Regions from separate parts of the Capra hircus genome. Here region 1 is linked to region 2. The links are chromatin contacts, called in public Hi-C maps. All regions are on one chromosome and are shown on one strand. The core of a region is the stretch at or near the end of the contact, and the rest is flanking DNA. Distances in the headings are between cores, read along the strand shown. Region 1 has its middle 17 kb from the start of GPR65. Region 2 has its middle 110 kb from the start of KCNK10.

What was found. Hi-C and Micro-C count contacts between places; a contact is called where the count stands out from the background.
Region 1: a Hi-C map of blood shows a contact between it and region 2, with 2.8 times the contacts expected there. The contact joins two enhancer-like sites. A contact is called at or near these places in 2 of 5 Hi-C or Micro-C datasets (blood and liver).

The regions. Positions count from the first base shown.
Region 1 is chr10:3,427,621-3,434,382 of ARS1.2, reverse strand. No RefSeq gene overlaps it. Among named protein-coding and RNA genes, the nearest start is that of GPR65, 17 kb to the left of the region's middle. Within about 2 kb of position 3,707, at least 1 of the 5 cell types and tissues checked has an H3K27ac peak or open chromatin away from gene starts, as enhancers often do.
Region 2 is chr10:3,300,326-3,307,490 of ARS1.2, reverse strand. No RefSeq gene overlaps it. Among named protein-coding and RNA genes, the nearest start is that of KCNK10, 110 kb to the right of the region's middle. Within about 2 kb of position 1,275, at least 1 of the 5 cell types and tissues checked has an H3K27ac peak or open chromatin away from gene starts, as enhancers often do.

The DNA.
Region 1 (6,762 bases), core at 2,458-4,957, 120 kb before region 2:
TGAATTGGAAGTGAGTGGGGGCAAGCGCTGAAATTCAGTTTGTACTCTTTATTTCTTTGCTTTCTAGAGAGCTCGGTAACCATTAGATAGTTTTACTTAGTTTGGGTGTCCGTGGTGGCTTAGTTGGTAAACAGACCTCCTACAAAGACCTGGGTTCGATCCCTGGGTCGGGAAGATTCCCTGGAAAAGGAAATGGCAACCCACTCCAGTATTCTTGCCTGGAAAACTCCATGGACAGTGGAGCCTGGAGGACTAATGTGCCTGGGGTCACAAAAAGTCGGTCACAATTTAACAACAAAGACCAGACCAAATTCCCTATGTGATTCTAGTTTTTGGGTTGGTTTTTTTTTTTCCAAGCTGGTTAAATTGGTCAGTTTACACGTGAGAGAACACAGACTGAATTGCATAATTTCTGCATGATTGTGGCAATAACATTGATGAGTTGTTCTAATTTAGTTATCTTACCCACTGAAGAAAATCCTGGCCATCTTTCACGTGAAGAGAAACACAAAATAGGAGCTGGGAGCCGCTTGCAGTTTTGTCTTTGGTGATGAAATGAAAATCTATGAAAGTCAAGATGTAATTCAGTATATGTGTGACTTTCCATTTCTAATTTATTATTGTTAGATCTCAGCACTAAAAACTTACATCTGCTATTTTGAATTGTTTAAGTCTGTTCTTCCCCAAAGAATAGTAATACAATCATGTTCTAGTTTAACAGTATTTGCATATCATTAAACATATTATGGCCTATAATTTACTTTTCCTCTGCCTACAATTTTCATAAGCTGTTTATGAAGCACAGCAGATTTTTACACATTTAAAAATAGATCACGATTCCTCGCATAATGTTACAATTAGGTGTTCAAAAAGCAAGTCAGTAAAAGAATAGGCTGGAGAAGCCTCCGTGCCATCACTCAGGGCGAGCTTTAGAATAAATTATAAATGTCATTATCTATGAAATGTGTGCTCAATTAATTGCAAAATCAAATACAATCAAGAAACCTCACTCTGCAGTGACTAGACTTGCCGATGCTATGAAAAATATTAACTTTGGTTCCCAGAATTTCATTGATCCTTCTTGGAAATGTAACTGAACTTGTAAACATCCTCCTAAAAGAATCCTTTTCAAAATTACTGCAAAATTTCGGGTCTTGGCTCCAAGACTATTGACATTTCCTATCCTTGTAAGAAAAGTTATGACCAACCTAGATAGTATATTCAAAAGCAGAGACATTACTTTGCCGACTAAGGTCCGTCTAGTCAAGGCTATGATTTTTCCAGTGGTCATGTATGGATGTGAGAGTTGGACTGTGAAGAAAGCTGAGAGCTGAAGAATTGATGCTTTTGAACTGTGGTGTTGGAGAAGACTCTTGAGAGTCCCTTGGACTGCAAGGAGATCCAACCAGTCCATTCTGAAGGAGATCAACCCTGGGATTTCTTTGGAAAGAATGATGCTAAAGCTGAAGCTCCAGTACTTTGGCCACCTCATGCAAACAGTTGACTCCTTGGAAAAGACTTGATGCTGGGAGGGATTGGGGGCAGGAGGGAGAAGGGGACAACAGAGGATGAGATGGCTGGATGGCATCACGGACTCGATGGACATGAGTCTGAGTGGACTCCAGGAGTTGGTGATGGACAGGGAGGCCTGGCGTGCTGCAATTCATGGGGTCGCAAAGAGTCGGACACAACTGAGCGACTGAACTGAACTGAACAGATAGATCAACTTGGAAACCCTGAATTCTTTAGATGATTAATGAATCGAATCAAAGGCCTGCAATAATAGGCTAAAAAGTGCCTCTGTAGGAATGTCATAGAGAGACATCCCGGCAATCTTAGACACATGCATATAACAAGTGCCAGCTCTATGAAGCTTTCTTAGTGTTTTTAAATACGTATATAACAAAAAGCCCTCTGTCATACCACTCACCCACTCACGGAAATGACACGGATGCTAAGGAAAGCTATTTTGAACCTTTGGGGCAATACCTTCCATGCTTGTCTGTCATTTACCCAAGAAGGGAGCTGGGACACCCTGTGCTCCAAAGGACTATAAGATGGAAAGACCTAGCGCCTTCCAGCACTCACCTGGCTCCCCTAGGGTGAAAAAATTGCCCAGCAGGGTCCGGAATAAGCAGGGATTCTTTCTCTTGCTCTACAAACCTTGCCCCGACCCCTAAAAGGACTGTTGCTAAGGGTGTTCTCTTGATAATTAGAATTGTTTGTTAAGTGAATAAATAATAAGTCAATTAGTGGAATCAACTAAAAATGGTACAATTTCACTCTTGATTCTAACTCCAGAGTTAGGTTTCTGAAACCCTTGGCACTATTTGTATTTTCAGTTGAAAATTCTTAAGATTATATGGAAAAATAAGGTTAAGGAGAAATAGTTTTCTTTTAAGAAAGTATTAATTAACATTTCTTACATTTGTTAAAGTGAAATAGAAACAAATATTAGCAATGATATTTTAAATTGGTAAAAAAAAATAGGAATTATTTGGATTAACATCTATCATTTTTTGCTCATGAGAATTTTTTTAGAATATTTTTTCTTTAAATTTGTAGTCAGATGTTCATAAATGGACTAAATTTTGTTGCAAACTATGAAATGGCTTGTGTGTCTCTTCTCACCCATTCAGTGTTACAAAACACTTAGTTAGAACACCCAGCCCACATACCACCAAGCTACAGGAAATTCCATTTCAGTCATCACTGGGCTGTCCTTTTTCAGGTTTAGGCCAGAATCAGAGAGATTTAATGATGCTAAGAAAATGAAGGAGGAAACTTGGATTTCCAGTCTCTAATGGTCTCCAGTGGCAATGACGTTATCTAAGCTTTCAATAGTTGTTTGAACCTCTGTTGTTCTTTGCTGCCTCCCTGACTATCGTGAGGCCCAGAGCTCATTGACAAGATGGACTAGAAGCCAGCCAATGACCCACAAACCTATCCATCAGGTAGACGTTCTCTTCAAAACCCATGTGGTTCTTGGCTTCAGGGGTGGAGCCGGTACATAAGTGAAGCTGATCAAAGTCGCTCAATCCATCGATGGGCCTCTAGGTTGCTTCCCTGACTATTGTAAATAGTGCTGCAGTGAGCCCTGGGGTACACGTGTCTTTTTGAATTATGGTTTTCTAGAGCCTGTTATCAGAGAAGGCGATGGCACCCCACTCCAGTACTCTTGCCTGGAAAATCCCATGGATGGAGGAGCCTGGAAGGCTGCAGTCCATGGGGTCGTTGAGGGTCAGACACGACTGAGCGACTTCACTTTCACTTTTCACTTTCATGCATTGGAGAAGGGAATGGCAACCCACTCCAGTGTTCTTGCCTGGAGAATCCCAGGGACGGGGGAGCCTGGTGGGCTGCCGTCTATGGGGTCGCACAGAGTCAGACACGACTGAAGAGACTTAGCAGCAACAGCAGCAGCCACAGAGCCTGTTATACACAGTGAAGTAAGTCAGACAGAGAAAAACAAACATAATATATTAATGCATATATATGGAATCTAGAACAACGGTACTGATGAACTATTTGCAGGGCAGGAATAGAGATGCAGCTCAGAGAACAGACTTGCGGACACGGCAGGGGAAGGAGAGGGTGGAACAGACTGAGGAAGTAGCACTGGCGTGCATCCACTACGGAGAAGGGGCGACAGAGGGGGAGACGGCGGGTGGGCATCCCTGACCCAATGGACGTGAGTCTGAGCAGGCTCTGGGAGCTGGGGGTGGACAGGGAGGCCTGGCGTGCTGCAGCCCATGGGGTCACAAAGAGTCGGACACGACTGAGCGAAGGGACTGAACGGATGTGTAAAGTCGATAGCTAGTGGGAAGCTGCTATAAACACAAGGAGCCCAGCCTTGTGTTCCGCGATGACTTAGAGGGGTGCGGGGGGAGTGGTGGGAGGGAGGCTCTTGAGCAGGGGATATGTATAGTTATGACTGATTCGAGTTGTTGTACAGCAGAAACCCACACGACAGTATAAAGCAATTATCCTCCAACTTAAAATTAATTTTAAAAAAAGTATTTCAATCCCCAAGAACAGTGATTGGTTCAGTGTGTCCAGGTGAACTCAGAACGCTGCACAAAGCCTCCTGCTTTCACTCTGGAGGTAGGCTACCGTCCATGGCGTCGCAAAGAGTCAGACTTTACTCACTTACGTCACATGCAGACAAGTCTCCTGGAACCTCCGCGGCCATTCTGTGATCATGAAATAGCCAACACATGGAAGCCGCGAGAACTCAGGGACTCACAGCACTGAAGCTGGCTCTTCTCTCACTCTGAGTCTCTGCACATGGCAGTGACAGGAGCCACATCGGCTTCCTTTTTCTCCAAGTCCATCTGAGTCAGACCCTTTCTTGAACCCCAGCACGTCCTAACAGAATGTGGCGCGTGGCAGTAAGGGTGATGTAAGTTACAGGCTAAGACTGTCAGTAAACAGGGCTGCAGAGGTCTGAAGGAGAAGGTGACGGAACAGCTCCAGCTTATGAAATTAGCAGCCCTTGTTATTACACGGCTGCAAAACAGCTACCTAAACTGTTTTCCGCTACTACCCAGGACTCAGAAAATGCCCACCAAGGCTCTCACATCAGGGAACTTTTAGGAAAACTTTAAGACATTGGAGTTTCTGGCCTTCTTTTTACACACAATAAGGTACCACAAGAAAAAGATACACTAATACAATTTTTTTGTGAGAGCTTGCCTGATAGATTTTCAAATCTAGAAAATACTGCTACCCAAGGGACCTATCCACTGAAGCAATGAGTTTTCATGCTTCAGGAAAAGGAAGGTTGTGGGGGCGGAATTTTAGTTAGAAAAAGGAAGCCAGTATTAATTGTCTCTAGAGAGTGATGTCTCAATAGCCAGACATTATGGAGAAAGAAAAGAATTTTGAAATCCCCTGCGCTCCCATTTCATATCAAGAACCAGGCGCAGATGACTTAAATTTGGAGTTTTCTCTAAGCCAAGGGAAGTGATAATGCAGTTTTGATATAAACGAAAGTTCCTGTTACACAAGAAAGTGGAAAAGCCTGGCCACCTGACCCCACTGGGCTACAGGGAGGAGGCAGTAAAAAGTAGAATGAGAACCTCAGAGCAAATGTTGAACCTCTTGGCCTGGGGAGTTTCTGGTGAATCTCAGAAACTTCAGAGTGTGTAGGGAGAATAGTTAAGGCGAAGAATGTGCTTTCCCTGCAGGCAGCTGCAAGCCTCTGGGGGAAGTTATGTGTTCACCCTGATGCACAGCAGTGGGTACAAAGCTAGAGGTGAGCATACAGCTGTGCAGGCTGAGCACTGCTCAAGAAAACTGGCGTCTACAGGGCGCCTCACGGTCCACGGACATCGTAGTTCGCACGTTCATTGTGGCAGTTTCCGAGCATATGGCAGCAATGCGTTCTAACCAGACCAGCGTGAAAATGTTCCACCACTGAGTGGAAAGTGTCTTAAGGAAGACACATTTCTTTCTCATTTGCATAGAATGCCATGTGAGAGGTTTAATCTTGCCTTTCTCCTGCCACTGCAAAATTATGTAAACCTCTTTCACTCCTGAGCCTTTATGGGAGGAACTGACAGAGATGGAGTGTATTTGAAAGATTCAGCATTCACCCCAAAGTAGCTGAGTTAACCCAATGAGACAGTTTAAACAGGAAGAGGTGAAAATATCTTTCATTCACAAGCAAAATAAATTTTTTTGTACCTTGCTACCCAGCAAGAGAAATATCAACAACCTCAGATATGTGGATGATACCATTCTAATGACAAAAAACAAAGAGGAACTAAAGAGCCTCTTGATGAGGGTGAAAGAGGAGAGCGAAAACGCTAGATTAAAACTCAACATTCAAAAAACTAAGGTCATGGCATCTGGTCCCATCTCATGGCAAATAGATGGGGAAAAAGTGGAAACAGTGACAGACTGTATTTTCTTGGGCTCCAAAATCGCTGTGGACAGTGACTGCAGCAAGGAAACTAAAGGATGATTGCTTCTTGGAAGGAGGACAATTACAAACCTAGACAGCACATCAAAGCAGGGACGTCACTTTGCTGACAAAAGTCCATAGAGTCAAAGCTCTGGTTTTTCCAGTAGTCACGTACAGATGTGAGAGTTGGACTATAAAGAAAGCCGAGCGCCAAAGAATTGATGCTTTTGCACTGCGGTGTTGGAGAAGACTCTTGAGAGTCCCTTGGCCTGCAAGGAGATCCAACCAGTCCATCCTAAAGGAAATCAGTCCTGAATATTCATTGGAAGGACTGATGCTGAAGCTGAAGCTCCATACTTTGGCCATGTGATGGGAAGAGCTGACTCATTGGAAAAGACCCAGGACTGAACCCAAGTCTCCCAAATTGCAGGTATGTTCTTTACCATCTGAGCCACCAGGGAAGCCCCTAGGACCCTCTGATCTGTAGTCAAATTGGTCAGAAGTTGGGGGTACCCTGGGCTGCTCCTCCTGGCCACAGGCCTCTGAAGGAGCAGTATTCTAGGACTCAGTCCTCAGCCTGTGGCCTCCGACGCTGTGTCTCCAAGCAGATGGTGTCAGAATTGAGTTGAACTGGACGACACCCAGCTGGTGTGGCAGAGGATTGCTTGTTGTCAGTCTGGTGACCAGCAGTGCCAGAAGTGGAGTGTTTCGGGTGAGCACTAAACGACACACAGGACACACACATAGCAAGGAAAAACCGGGTAGGTTTTATCTGCAAAGCCTCATTCCCAGAGATTCTGATCCATCAGGACCAGGGTGAGGTCTGAGAATTTGTATTTCTGATGAGTTTCCCA
Region 2 (7,165 bases), core at 26-2,525:
CTGATGCCTGTTGACGGCTTTAGGAAACCAGTGATGAGGCTCTTTCTTCATTCAACACTAGAAATGCAATTGGACAAACAAATGAACTACAAGACAGACTAACTGTATAGGTTATGGTAAGGAGGCTCCTTCCGTCCTAATTTCCAGTGTTTTGTGACATACAGGAAGTACATGAATTAAGTACCCTGGGAAGGATACACTGACTTCCTTCCTAACGAAGCATTTGCACCTGCACTTTCTCTGAGTCTATCAAAGATGCCCATTTCTGCACCATTTCCATTTACATAATAAAATGGGTAATAAGAGTGTACAGGTGTTCTCAGATGTCCCCATACCCACAGTGCACCAAGGGTAGAAGAGACCCAGACGTTCAAATCCACAGATGACCCTGAGGCCCACAGTGACTTGTCCAAGTCCAACTTCCAGTTGAAGGAATATTCTACCAGATCTGGAAAGGGGAAGTCACTCATGGAGGAATCAGAGAAGCTCCATACAGTCTAGAGTGTGTGGATTCCGTTTGGCCCAAATTCAGAATTCATTTATAGCTCCTTGGCATTTCCAATTTACAAGCTTTAAGAAAAGAGCAAAAGGCTCAAGAGGGAAACGTTCACGAGAATGTATCCTGCCTCCGCTGTGACTGCTCACAGAGAACAGAAGATTCCTGAAAGAGGTGCAGAGACTGAGGCTCCAGCTATGAACCACAGTCCTGGGGACGGGAGGTGGGGGGCAAGCAACAGGTCCCCATGGTGGATGAGGGACGGACCTCTGGCTCCCTGCTTCTACTTGAACCCAACCCTTTCCATTGCCCCAGTTACCATCAACAAAACCAAAACTTGGACCTGCCCACTTGGGCAAGAAGCCAAGATTTAAGGTAGAGGGGAGAACTGTCAGCTATGTATGGTCCCTAAAACTCCTTGTAATTGTTAGGGTGATCTTTAAAAAAAAAATCTACTCAATGTCGTAAAAGGAAGAGAAGAAAGACAAAGGGACTCAGAACCCTAAAAGTTAGGGGAAGAATGCGCGTCTGACTGCTCGACGTGCCCCTTACCTCCACTGTCAAAAGCGATGTGGGGGAGCTGGGGCGGGGAGGCGGGGTTGGGGTGGGGGGCTGATACCAGCTCTTCAGCCTCATGGATAGGGCGGCTCCCTGCCTGCGCCTTCTCTCCCTGCCTCCTCCCAGCCAGTCCCTCTTCACAGCTTCTCTTCCAGTTCTGGAAGAACCCACCGTGAAGACGCACACAGGGAAAAGCCTCTCCCGTCCCCCTCAGACGCCCTTGCGTCCTCGCCCCTCAACCCCACCTTGCCCTATTCCCAACCTTGGATCGGTCCAAACATTCTCCTCCGCCGCTGGGGCGCCTCCTACCTCTGTGCTGCTGAGCACTGCTTGACAGAGTCACACTCAGGCCCTGCCCTACCCTCTACCGTGGCTGTTCCCAGCCTTCACCACTCCCTCACCAAGGTCCCCTCTCACCCCCAACTCCCTGCGTTCCACAGATGGGCGTACCTCCTACTTACCCTAGGAAGACAAAGCCCTCCCAAAGAACCAGGCAAGCTCCTCGCTGCCTGTGAATGCATCCAAGTCTACAAACCCCCACATACCACCCACTCCTTCTCCCTCAGAGAACCTTCTCTGTTCTTCCATCAGGGGCCTTCCCACCATCAATGCCCTGCACGCACATCCCCGCCCCTCTCTCCCTGGCCCAGATCCTCCCCTGGGCTTCCCCACTCCCCTGCCTTCTCAACCTCTGTCGTAGGGTTCCTTGGGTACCGCTCTATGCCCCCAGCCCACCAGAAGCAGTCTTTTCTCTTACAGCTGGTTCTGTCTTCCCTGCCAAGCTCGTCAAATAAATCCACCATGCTTTTCCCTTCATGCTTGATCTCCTCTAGCTCTGCAGTCGCGCCTCCCACCGCTGCACCGTTGGAAAGGGTCTGGCCGAAGTTTTAGGCTCCTCTTAAATACACAACAAGGCTCAGTGGACATCGTGCAGGCCCTGTGATGTGTAAACGCCCTGCCGCTTTCTCTCCTGCCCTGGCCCAGCCCAGGCCCTGGCTTCTGGGATCCCCACACCCCTTCTGCTTCTCTCCCCTGACCCCGGCTTGACCCCCGGGGCTGTTGGTTTCCCTTCCTCCTTCGGCAAGCCCCAAGGCTTTTCACTCCATGTGCTTAGTACTGAGAGGGCTCCTACCCGTCCTCATGGCCCCCTGCCTGGACAAGTGGACCCAGAGTCACCAAGTCCTTTCCTCACTGCCTCCTGGTCCCAGTTTTCCAAAGAACCCACAGGTACCTCATTTCCTGACTGAGTTTTCCTTTCCCACAACTTCCAAGTACAAAGAGAGACCCACTAAATCTGGGTGCCTCCATAAAAGAAAGGGTTTCACACAGTGAGAAAGTTTGTAGATGCAAAAGACAAAAGGAAGGTCTCCACAAAATCAGGAAAGAAGGTGATTGTTGAGGGGCCAGTGGAGAGCTTAGCTTTAGAAACAGCACTTGTTCCTCTGAGGAGAGCTTCGTATTTATTGAGCGCCACCTGTAGGTGCCAACAAGGAGCAGGCATTTGGCTCAGCTCACACTCGTAACAATCTTATGAGATTAGGAATATCATTCCAGTTTTATTAGAAGAAAAACTAAACGCAAAACAAGGTTCATTAATTTGCCCAAGGTCACAAAGCTAGTAAGTGCCAAAGTCAAGACTTAAATTCAAACCAGGTGTCTCCAAAGTCACTGTCCCTCAGGCATGAGAGAAATAAAACAAGGATCCCAGAGAGAAAGAAAATTGCGAAGTTTGACAAGTTTCTGAATATGAATAGAAAGAAAAAGATGTAACAAAATTGAATAAACTCAAAAACCTAGTAGACTATTTCCCTACGTCTTCCCATCACCCCATCTCCCTTTCTCCATAAAATGCTATAGTCATCAGGCTCAACAGATTTCCCTTCCAGCTGATGTTTTTTTAAATGTGTTAAACCTGATTTGTGGTCTACTTATATTGAGTCAATGCTTTGTGCCTTATCTGCTGACTTTTAACTGTCTTTCCTCCTTCGATCTCATCTTTTCTCCCCCATCACCTATGGTGATGAGGAATTTTGTAGGCTTTGTTTAGATCTTGGCACCCTGGGCATTCAAACACTCAACAGATATTCCCTGGGAGCTTGGATACATTTTCCTGAGGCTTAGTTGCTGCCTTTCACCCTCATTGACTTTTTAAAAATATTAACCATTTCTATAATTTGATTGGGCTCTTGTGGGAAGGTGGAAGGGGAAGATGGATAAGCAATCCATGTATCTCCTTGGATTTTTTTCTCTAACTTTATTAGGATTTCCTATCAGCCAAGACAATGATCCTTCCCTTTTTCTTAGCTTTGGGAATATTGTGTACATCAGCAAAAACTACACTGGATGGTTGGTGGGGACATGTGACGCGTACGTATGCATATTTGCCTATTGAAGGTGGGCTGAAGGCATGACCACTGAAAACCACCTGTCTTGCAAGGTTATCGTCCCCCAGGGAATTTTAAAAGCCAGCACTCTCTTTATCAGAGTGAAACAGGGAAAATGATCTTGATCAATGGTATCAAAATCCCAACATTAGTCCAAATACTTGTTTGACTTCTAAATTTAGCTTCAGTTAGCTAGTTAAGAAACATCTCTGCAGTGCAAGAGTCTTCCAAATATTACTTAACTAAAGGGCACTGTGCTGATGTCCTAGTTTTTCTCATTGTCTGATAGATGCATCCAACTAGACTCAAAATCTTGGTGATCTACAGAGCCAGAACCATGGTCCTAGCACTACCTCTCCAGGCCCTGTTCGACCAGAATTTGCCTAGAGATTCACCCACATTTGTGCCAACTCTTCAAAAGAGCTTTCCTCTCAAGCTTGTATTATAGAGCAGGCTACCTATTCCCCTGGAAAATCTTTGGCCCCCAAGTCATCGTGAAAATCATACTGAAGAATGGAGCAGACCCCATTAAAAATCATGTGGAGAAGGGGAAAAACTGGTGGAAGTTGAAGAAATTGGATCTTAACCTTGAGATTCAAGGTGCAGTCAGACAAGCACAGAGAGAAGACTGTGCTGGGTCTCTGAAGAACTCCAAGTGTGGACAGGAGCAGCCCCCAGGGCAGTTTAACTGAACAGAACCTTGGCGAAGGTTCCACAGCAACCCTCCAGTCTCAGAGAGGGCCTTTGTGGGAAGGGGTTCAGACTGTGCCTGCTCTTATATTCCAAGTGAACTCATGACTCTTGTTCCTCTCCCACCTGATTATAAGCCACTTAATTTATCTCAGAGCATCAGCCCAAACCTGGGACATCCCGAGACGCCAATGACTATGGAAGAATGGAAGGAAAGAGAGGAAGGGGGGAGGCGGGAGAGAAGGCAAGACAGCTGAGAAGCCTACATACAGACCCAAGCGAAACAGGACTGAAAATGAGCAGCAGGACCAGGCTCAAGCGGACAGCTGCAAGACCCAGCACATCTGGTGGAGTCTCTGAAAGACTCAGTGGGCTCAGCTCAGTGGAGAGGAGGTCCAAAGCTGCTCCAGTGGCCAAGACAGGAAAGCCTGAGGATGAGGAAGGGGTACAGAGACAGGGGCCCCTACTCTTTGTTCCCCTGAGGGCCAGGCCCAGAAGTGAGCACAGAGCCTGGCAAACAGGGAAACAGGTGTTCCCAAAAAACTATGTTGAATAAATGTGAAGCTCATTTACAAGGCCCCTTCCAGCTCTGACATTCTGGGACCCTGCCTTTTTCAGACCTCTCATTTCAGGCAGGTCCCTCTGACACCCCCATGGCTGGGCCTAGCAAAATAAGAGAAGGATAAAACTGCATTTTGAAGGACAGAACGAGGCAGAAGCAAAAGCCTGACCTTGGGACATCACCTCACTTGACCCTGGGAAGTAACCTCAAGTTCCAGCTTGAGGAACTCCCCGGACTACTGACTGAACTACTTTTCCTGTTTTCTCCAAGGAAGAACCCTGTGCCCATTGACGGCAGCAGATACTATCTCGTGGGAAGAGTCAAGGCACAGAAACCGCCTCTGGATGAGCCATTTGATTGATGGGCTTCGCTGCAGAACTCTGTTCCACCTTGTCCCCGCACTGGAGCCCTCCACACCCTGTAACTTAGAGAAGGGCTAGCTCCCAGCATCAGGCATATTCCCATTCTTCATTCCACTCCCTTCTATTCTTACTGACGAAGGCGCTTCCTAAGGCTGAACGATTTAGGGAAATTCTTCTGTGCCTTAACCTGCAGGCCACAGGAGGGGAGACTTCCTGTGAGTTTTTGCCTGCATTCCTGAAGATCAGTCAATCAGTACAGAAGGAAAGAGGGAAGGAGAGAGGACAAGGGAGGCAGGAAGGAGGAATGGTGGGAAGGACAGAGGGAAGGAAGGGCGAAATACGAACGCAGATGAAACAAACACTGAGATTCGAAGCATCCCTGTCTTGAGTTTGCAGCTAAAAGTCTCATATTTTTGCTGAATTCGCTTCTGAGAAGGAAGCCAGTGGATCACATTTCTCAACGACGGGATTCGGGTTTCAGTGCTGCTGCTTTCTAGCTGGGTGAAGCAGTCCCTTTAGCCAGACTGTCCAATGTGTGAGCTCCTGCTTTTCTCGACTTCAGAGGGCTGGAAGCTTCCTGTCACTGCACAGAACCGTTCCTTCTCGTGTTTCTGGGTTTGTGTTCCTAGACCACACTTCCGCTGGGCCCTTCTCTTAGGCCTGGCTATTGCTCACACAGCCTCAAAGCCTGGAGGATAAAGTCCAAGTTCCTCAACATGGTATTTGAGGTCTTTCTGGGTCTGGCCCCCTCCCGCCCTCATGCAGTCTTTCCATTCTAGGACAGTGCGCATCACCCTTGATCCCCACCCCCACCCACCCCGTGACCTGCCCATCTCTGTGCTTTGGCTCATGGTTCTGCTCTGCCCTGAACACTCACCTGTCCCCACCCCCAAACCAACCGCTACACAGGCCTCTTCCTGGACCGTGCTGTGACCCCGCTGCCAGGTGGCGGTGAGTGGGACCCCTTCCTCTGGGTATGACTCTTTCGTGGCACTGGCCACTTTCTATGACGTTTATTGGCCTCGTGGGTTTCACCCACCCTAGCCGTTGAGGTCTTTTGTGCAGAAACACTGTCTCCCCTCTGTCACTGGATCTCCACCTTAGAGCCCCAAGCCAGGCACACAGTAGGCATTCAATCAATGTTTGTTGGGTGAAGGGGTGAATGAACCAACGATCACCTTCTCCCTGCGCTTGACACCCAAATGTCCTTGAGGAGGTTGAAAAACTAAGTCTGAAGCCACTCTGCTTGTCAGGCCCTCCCACCGTCCTCCCGGCAGGCGCGTCATTTTTGCCCCTTTCCTCCTCGTGCCCTCTCGTTTCTCCCTTATTCCCCTTTGTCACTTTAACGGCATGCCAGCTCCCAGATGCCAAGCAGCATACACGGCTGGAAGTCTGGCACCAGTGACACAACCAGAAAGCATCAAACCCCAGAGGTGGCCTGGGTCAGCGGGAGGCTCTGGAAGGCAGAGCCCTCCCTGAAATCTATTCCCAGGGACCCAAAGTGCATGGCCAGGAGACAGCGCTTTCTACTTTTGAGTGAACCAAGGAAAGCCTGGACTCGTCCCCAATCGTGCTGGAAGTGGGCAAATAGCAGCCACAGGGGCCATCTGTCAGGGTGACTGCAGAGGGGACGTGAGCTCTGCACAGTTGGAATACGTGACCTCAACATTCCCTGTACTGGCAGCTCTCAACCTTTGAGTGCAGTTTGGGGAAACTGGGATTGGGGCGTGATTCAGACCTGCTGTCTCAGCCCCCTACCACTTCCTCCCCCAGAAAGGGGACCAAGGGTGGCAGGTGGGGAAGGGTGTCTCCAAAGGCCTGTATGGCCCTTGTCCTGGCCCCGTCCAAGAAAAGTCTGGTTCTTCTCCTCCCCCAGATTCTTTCAAGGTCTAACCTATGAAAAGGAAAGTGAAAGTCAGAGTCACAGAGAAAGACAGTTACCAAAATGCCACTGCTCCCTGGTTAGTCGGGGCAGTGTTGGCAGCATCGGGCTCCATGTTTCAGTGCCTTTGGCCCAAGCACCTCCCTGGGCCTTGACTTGAATATATGTGGTTCAGCACTAGCTCTAGAACCTTCTGGAACCTCCCAGAACTGATCTGCCAGTCTGAATATT